Linked DNA regions of Pan troglodytes: region 2 is linked to region 1. Evidence: chromatin contacts called from public HiChIP or PLAC-seq data. All regions are on one chromosome and are shown on one strand. Each heading gives the region's core, a stretch centred on a gene start, on an enhancer-like site or on the middle of the called end of the contact. The rest is flanking DNA. Distances are from core to core; before and after follow the strand shown. Region 1 overlaps RUNX2 (RUNX family transcription factor 2). Region 2 overlaps CLIC5 (chloride intracellular channel 5).

What was found. HiChIP or PLAC-seq counts read pairs in DNA pulled down with a chosen protein or histone mark.
Region 2: a contact with region 1 is called in an H3K4me3 HiChIP or PLAC-seq map of stem cell-derived excitatory neurons, with 12 times the contacts expected there. The contact joins two enhancer-like sites. A contact is called at or near these places in 4 of 7 Hi-C or Micro-C datasets (blood, induced pluripotent stem cells and stem cell-derived neural progenitor cells) and 1 of 1 datasets of contacts at active chromatin or transcription factors (stem cell-derived excitatory neurons).

The regions. Positions count from the first base shown.
Region 1 is chr5:51,303,365-51,307,109 of NHGRI_mPanTro3-v2.0_pri, forward strand. All of the region lies in intron 2 of RUNX2 (RUNX family transcription factor 2), which reads left to right. Among named protein-coding and RNA genes, the nearest start is that of SUPT3H, 40 kb to the left of the region's middle. Within about 2 kb of position 1,452, at least 9 of the 24 cell types and tissues checked have an H3K27ac peak or open chromatin away from gene starts, as enhancers often do.
Region 2 is chr5:51,802,181-51,805,887 of NHGRI_mPanTro3-v2.0_pri, forward strand. The region is part of intron 4 of CLIC5 (chloride intracellular channel 5); the gene reads right to left. Among named protein-coding and RNA genes, the nearest start is that of CLIC5, 92 kb to the right of the region's middle. Within about 2 kb of position 2,456, at least 4 of the 24 cell types and tissues checked have an H3K27ac peak or open chromatin away from gene starts, as enhancers often do.

The sequences.
Region 1 (3,745 bases), core at 202-2,701:
AGGCCTATGGGTTCTGTTCCCAGTCAGTTCTTTGACTGGATAAATAACCTGACTGCTTCACATCTCATTTTCTTTGTCTAGAAAGTCAGAATTGTCAGGTGTTGTTACTAAACTGTTATGTTAAATGTTAAAGGACATGGTAGGGAGTGGTGGGTGGGATTATGTTTGTATCTTCCAGAGTTGCCACATTTTCAGAAAAAAAGTGTATACTTTTTAGTGCCATCACATACAACTGAAAAGATGAATATTTCTGAAGAGAAATAGGGTGGGTGATTTGTTTCAAACATTTTGACGTAGAAAATCTAAACCCAAAGATGACATCAAGCAAACTATAGCACAAAATACACATATGTAAAACCTCATGGTTTTCCTATGTGCCTACTATTAACAGGAGAGGTTTGGTTTAGGGGTCTGTAAAAATGTTTTCTTTCTTTAAGCATAATGCTCAGAGCCAAGACATCATCAGCTCCAGGCTCAGTCAGTTCCAGTCGAAAGTGTGAATGTTCAGCAAAAGGATGTTTTTGAAAGGAGACTGAAAACCCACTGTGCCAGATACCTGAAACGTTGTTAGGGTATTCAGTGGAAAATTTCATTTCCACATTATAAATAACTGTAGGATATTTTAAGAGATCCAAGACTAGTAACTTCCAAGAGCTGCTTATATTAGTTCCACTGAAATGTGAAATGGAGGAAGGATACTGAGAAAGGCCATAAAGCTGAGTTACTAGATATGATTAATTAAAATAAATAATCTCACTATTGATTAAATTGCCCTTAAAATCCCCAACCACTGAGGACTGCATAGTTTGCTATCCACCAAATAAAACAAAGGACAAAACAGCGATGGAGAAAAAAGGAGGAAAAGTCCCTAAGGTAACTTCTTAAATTCAATTCTAGAATTTTTTATTTGGAAAGCCCCTCTGGTGGTCCATATTTGAAATATTAATTGTTTCTTATTGTCTTCAAAGTTCCAGGAGTTCTCTGTTCTATGGACTTCCTGGGAGGAGGACAATCCCAGAGAAGGTGGCATATCATCCACCATGGTAGTTATGGAATTTTGATGTCACTTTTACCATAGAAATAATCAATTCCCATAACTGCTTCCCCCCTTTGCAGCCCCCACAGATTTAAAAACAAAAAACGATCCAGGGATCTCTGTTAGACAGTGGCACAACATGCCCAAAGTAAAACTAGCCCCCTAAAAAGAAAAAAAAAAAGGCAGGAAAAAAAAGCCATGACTGTATGAGTGTGTATGTATTTATGTGTGTCTGCGTGTGGACTTGCAAGAATGTGTGTCCGAGTGCACATGAGTGGACGTGTAAGGTAGGACAGCAATGGATGCAGTCTCTCTCTCTCTTTTTTGAGGCGAAAGCCTGGCTTCCCTTCCCGGATCGGCCGCCTGTGGGACTCGAGAGACCTGTGCACGCAGGGGACGCGGCGGTGCCCGGGGTTAGAGCTCTCCCCTGTGACCGAAAAGATAATTAAAAATCGCACGCGCAGGAGCCAGCTCAGCTCCTGGCTGCGCTTCCAGTTGGTCCGGTCTGGCTAAATGGGTTCTCGCACCCTGGCGGCGCCCGGGCTGGGAGGCCAGTAGGCCGGGCGCAAAGAGTAGGTTGGGGACCAGGTGTCATAGCCGGTGGCGCAGAATCGCTTCTCGGAGTCACCGAGGGTGGCAGTGGCAGGCGGCGGCTGTGGGGCGGGAGGGGCGCGGCTCGGGGCTAGTGTCTGTGGAGGGATTTGGGGAAGAGGCAGGAACGTGGAGAGAAACGTGGGAAAGGGAAAGACCGACGAGGGAGGCGTGGAGCAGTGCATGGAGGAAGGGCAGGTAAAAATAAAGCCCCAATTAGGAAGGACAGAGTAGTATTCCCTGAACTCCATCCTTACCCCTCGAGAGCGCACACCTGGCTACCCCGCACCCCCACCTCTGCTCACGCGGTCTGGCAGACCCTCAGTCCCCTGCGCATCTCTTCAGCGGGGCGATCCCGAGTCACGCAACCACAGCCCCCCAAGCTCATCTTGTACTCGAAAGGGCTCCAGAGTCCGCGACTGGCACCAGGCCCCCATCTTCCGTGCCCCTCATGCTCTCAGAGCCCTTCCAGGCCCCTTCTAGGGCGCAGACCCGGGCGTGGGCTCAGCGAGTGGGAGCAAAGCTCTAAAACCAGACAGGGAGGGTCGTGGCAGGTCGCTACGAGGGTGAGGGAGGCGTTTGCACTGAGCAATAAAAACACCCAGTAATGGGTATGTGAATTGCTTTAAATAAGATGGGAGGGCGTGAGAGATGACCCAACCATCTTTCTTCCTTAATGCTTCGAGGGGGAGGCATTCTAATTCTTCATTTATTTTATAAAATCACTTGTTACTGTGTCAGCTACTCCACTAGGAATCTTTGAAACTTTGGCAACTGATGATTTTTTTCGCAAACACGTTTTCAAGCTTTGGAAGGCTTTAAAGAGTTTGGTAATAAGCAAGAAACGTAGTAGTACACAACGCCGAGGGTAAAACGGCCCTGTGCCCCCTTCTTGGGGTGTAATAGCCTCAAGCGGATTTCCCGGCTTCTGCGGGCGCAGCACATTGTTTTATTTGTTTTGAAGGCTCAGAGTTTGAGGCTGGTCGTAGACACCCACGTGCTCTGACTCTCATCAGCGTAATGATCGACTTAGCCAGAGTCGTGTCTATATAAACCACAAAAACCTAATCATTAGAAATCCCAGCCTCCAAAAACCACATTTTAGGTAAAAAGTGCCGCTTTTTTTCCGCGCTCCTTCATCCTCTCGACCACAACTTTTTGGGGGATCCAAAGTCGCTTTTTAAACCCACACTAGGAAATAAATACATAAATAAACAGCCACGGAAGCATTTTGAATTTTTTAGTTCGTATTTTTAATTTTTCCCCGTGAGCGCTGGGGAAGACAGACACGAAACTTAGTCTTAGATGTAGAATAGACTTAATAAAATATTTAAATTCATGGAAAACGGCTGGTGCTTTTCCCCAGCAAGGGTTTTGCAACTTATTTTAATCACAAAGCTGACAGTTTTTCAGTCCTTAAAACAAAAACAAACAAACAAACAAACAAACACCTCATTCTTGTTCTCTAGGAATGACAAGATTGAATATATAAGAAAAAAGAAATGTCCAGCTATGCACTTGAGTTCCTAAAAACTATTTTGACTAGATCTCCCTCCACCCCCCCCCTCATTTTTTTTGTGTCACTTAAAACAAAAAACACCGAAACCCTGCAAAATCTTTTTCCCTTGGGAGTCGCTCAGACAGAGGTGGGGGTGGAGGTGGGAGGGTGAAGAGTGCTGAGAAGTCAGCACAGACGCTCAAGAATTTTCCTTCCTCCTCTCCTGAAGTTACAACGAAAAATAGCGACAGTCAGATCAGCCGGGGGCTCTCTGGTGTCTTGGCTTCAATCTCTTCCTACAAAGAGGGGGTTCCTTGTCCTAGGGGTGGGGAGAGCAAGAGGACGCGACCTGGCGAGATTGCCCCTAGTCTGGGGCCGCCTCTAGGCTTCGGAAACTGCACACGGCGCGCGGGGGGCTCCTTCTCGCGGCCGGCTGGCGGCGGCAGCGGCTGCGATTCGCAGGCTCGAGATTCGTTGCCCCGAGATCCGCTGCCCACGACTTACCTCTTGGCACCTTGAAGCGCGAGAGACAGGGGAGCTTTGCAAATTGCAGGAGGGAGTGGATGCAAAGAGGTGGCTGTGAGAGGGCGAGAAGAAAAGAAGGGAAAGGAAGGAGCCTA
Region 2 (3,707 bases), core at 1,206-3,705, 500 kb after region 1:
AAGTTAACTGCTATTATTATTATTACAGCTATAGAACTTGGGTTTATGAGAGGATGAAGGGGAAGAAGACACCGAGAGAAAGATGAGAGAAGAGATCAGCTCAAGGCAGAAGTTCAGTGTCTGAAGTGAAGTTTATCTGAACATCCTAGCATGTTCCAGGTCCAAGGAGAATCCTGGAGAGCTCGCAGGATGAAGCTTGCTCTTGACTTTCCTAACATGTTAGGGATCTAAAGTTGCCTGGAAGCATCTCTTTGGGTTTGGCTTTGCTCTCTCCAGGCCACATGGGTGTGTCACATTTTCTTAGTTTGACAGTTTAGAGAGTTCATGTCCACCTTTGGCACTGAACCAAGAACACTGGACTTGGCCTCATAGCCAGAGAGGAGGATGTTGTCAAATTGGCCTTGGGTGTGAACAACCCAGGGGCTCACATGGGGGAGGCAATTCCCAGGCCTCCGTTTCTAGGCACTGCTAAAAACAGGAAAGGCAGAAAGACAAACAGCGGTTTATGAGAAAGCAAAATGCAATGGCAACTTCAACAGATTCCCCACTGTTCCCTCATGTGGCGTCAGCCGGGCTACAGAGAGTGTGCAGCACGTGGTGCCATAGATATTATTTGTTTGTTCTAGAAAGAATTTCAACCTCAGAGGGGAGGATGAATTAAATGACAAGCTCCTATAGTTCTTTCCAGTAAGAAGCCAGTAAATGATTCTTTATTTGAAAGATAGCGTTTAAGTCTTACAATTATGGTGGGTTGGGATATAGGACACTGTTGGTTGCCCACCCTCCTCTGTGGTGGGGAGAATGGGGTGTTTTCTGATGTATTTCCAAGGAATTCAGAAACTTTCTTAAGGAAGACACAGATTCTCCACATAGCTGCTTCCCCAAGCTCTATAGGGGATTCTTATAAAGAAGCATCTTTTTATTTAATACAGCTCCACAAATCACCCTTATATTTGGCGTATGTTCAGAAGTATTAGTACAACAACAAAATGCATATTTTTTTTAAAGGCAAGAGACTTTGGCCAGTATTTGGCTATGTTTAAAACACCAGCATGGTAAACATTTAGGACAACTTTAGCATGCCTTTAGTATAATATTTTCTTAAAGTATGAAGGGAGGTAGGGATTCCAGATCCAAATAATTTTCTAAACCTCTTAAAAGCCACAGTAGATTTGAAGAGAAAGATTATCACTTAGGTCTTCGAATTAAGTTTCCTTTTGTGTACTCATCTGTAGCATGTAAGCTGCCTGAATGTTTATTTATCAACAGAAGAAGGAAGGAAGAGAGAGAGAGAGAAAGAGAGAGAGAGATAGAGAGAGAGAGAGAGAGAGAGACTGACTGAATGTGGGAGGAAGCTGCAGAGCTAGCGAGCTCAGGAGCGATCAGGGGAGAAGTTCTGGTTAGGGAACCCGGCCCAGACTTTAGCCATGGTGCAGTGGCGACACCTTCTGGCTTATCCCTGAGCAAACAAACAAACAAACAAAAAACTCCCCAAAAACCTATTGTGCATTTTCCACAGAGAACATGTACGTGTGTTTTCTATTAGACTTTCCAGAAACTCATAAATGATTGTAGAACCCATCGTGCTAATAGAAAGTACGGCATAAATGCTGACGGAAGCTATTAATGCTGATTGTAGTTTATGTGGCCAAATGAATCAGGCTGAAATCTGTGAGTTTTTTTATGGTTACTTTATAACAGGTTATTTTTAAGTATCAGGCCATAGATTAGGTTTAATGCGGATGCTCACACACTTAGAATGAGCTGGTTAAGAGAGATTCTAACTTTATCAGTCATCCGTTCCAGCGTTTAGACCTAGAGAATTTTCTCAATTCTCCCTCCCCCAAAACACTTAGGCTGAAGTACATTCACCACATTTTGTCTTGTTTCATCCTCAAATAGCCACATCTTTTACATAAGAGCCATTCACAAACTTAAAAACTGCCTCTGTGCCACCGCAATGCTAGACTGAAATAATTACTGGATTTGGTGATTCTGTGAATATCCTACAACTTATCTTCCAGTTGCCCATTCTTTCATTTGTTAAACAGGCATCTATTCGGTGCCACTGTGGGCCAACTTTGTGCCCCTTTCCCCACATGGATTGCTGGGTGAGAACCCTGATGGGGAAGGTGGGAAGTGTTGAGTATATTTAAGGAAATACACATGGTAGTCATTCATTGAGTACTCATCGGATCGTGAACTGATTTGATCACCATTTCCTAAATGACACACTCTTGTTTAATTCAGCACCACATACATATTAAATAGTGAATTATATTAAATGTTAATATACGCAAGTCAAGAGCACAGATCATGGGACCAGCTGCCTGGGCTGGGGTCCTGACCCTGACACATACTAGCTTGGGCAGGTTGCTTAACCGGTGCTTGTTTCCTTCTCTGCAAAGTGGAGATCATAACATGGCATACCTTAGAGGGTTGCTGGGAGCAATAATTGAGTCATCACCTGCAGAGGGCTTAGTACAGTGCCCGGCATGCTGTAAGCAGTTGTTATGTACAATGTGTATGTGCAACGCATGATGATGCTGATGTATGAGAAACAAAGCATACAAAAAAAGCAACAAAAAATTCTTAGAGCTGCAAGAAAAAAGTGGCTCTTGCCTCTGGCTCTGCTCAGTAAACATCGTGCTTGACTCATCCTCTGCCCTGAAATGCTGACATGAACAGGGATATTCAGCTGTTCCTTTCATTCTGACTCTACAGCCAGAACCACAGTCCCTCAGCCAAAAGCCTTCATCATAACAGATGTGAAATGGGGCAACCTTAAAGGTTGGGGGTGACTGATACAGAAAATTCCCCAGATATGCTACAAGTACACCTGGACCTCCCTCCCCCTTGCTCAGAGCAGTTCCCTGGATACCCTAATGTGCCCCAACAAAAATTACAGTTTGTGGGGGGAAGCTACCCACTGGATGTTTGAGTTGCACAGCTTTTACTACATGAGTCTTGCATCTCCTAAAGTTTGAAGTGTGTAGCAAATTAAATGTGCAATTTTATACTTCTGTTTCCTGAAATCTAGTAGGGGGTAAATGACTCAGATTTTTCCAACACCAAAGGAGAATTTAAAATAATGTGTCCTTTTTGGCAATGGTTAGGACAGGTATTTTCACCAGAGAGAGAAAAAAAATCACCTTAACTTGAAAGTGAATATATAAGAATTGAATATACAAGAATTCAGTATCCTTTTATTTGTTACTAGTAGAAGACAGAGCCCATATATATATATATTTTCAGGGTAGCAATGTGCCCTATCAAAAATACTCATCTTCCTAGATTCCCAGAATTTCAGCTACAGAAGGCCAAATAACCAAGTTCTGGCTAAAGAGATATCGGTAGAAATTAATCAATAGGCTTCTGGAAAAGATAAGATAGATGCGGCTGGCATTGTCTGGAATGCGGATGTGATGTTTGGGGGTGGAGCAACCATCCTGTGAAACAAGAATGAAAGTCACACACGAAAGATGGAGAATTAGGAGCTCTAAGCAGCAGCTCAATTCTCGACTTCTTTCAGCAACTACATTTGCCTGGAACTCTCTACTCTCTGGACTTCTTGTTATGTGAGAAAAGCAAATTCCTCTTAAGAAGTAAACATTTATCAAGAGTGCTTAGAACAGGGCATGGCTCATAGTAAAATGCTATATAGGTTTTGCTAATAAAACACATATTTGCTTTAGCCACTGTAGTCA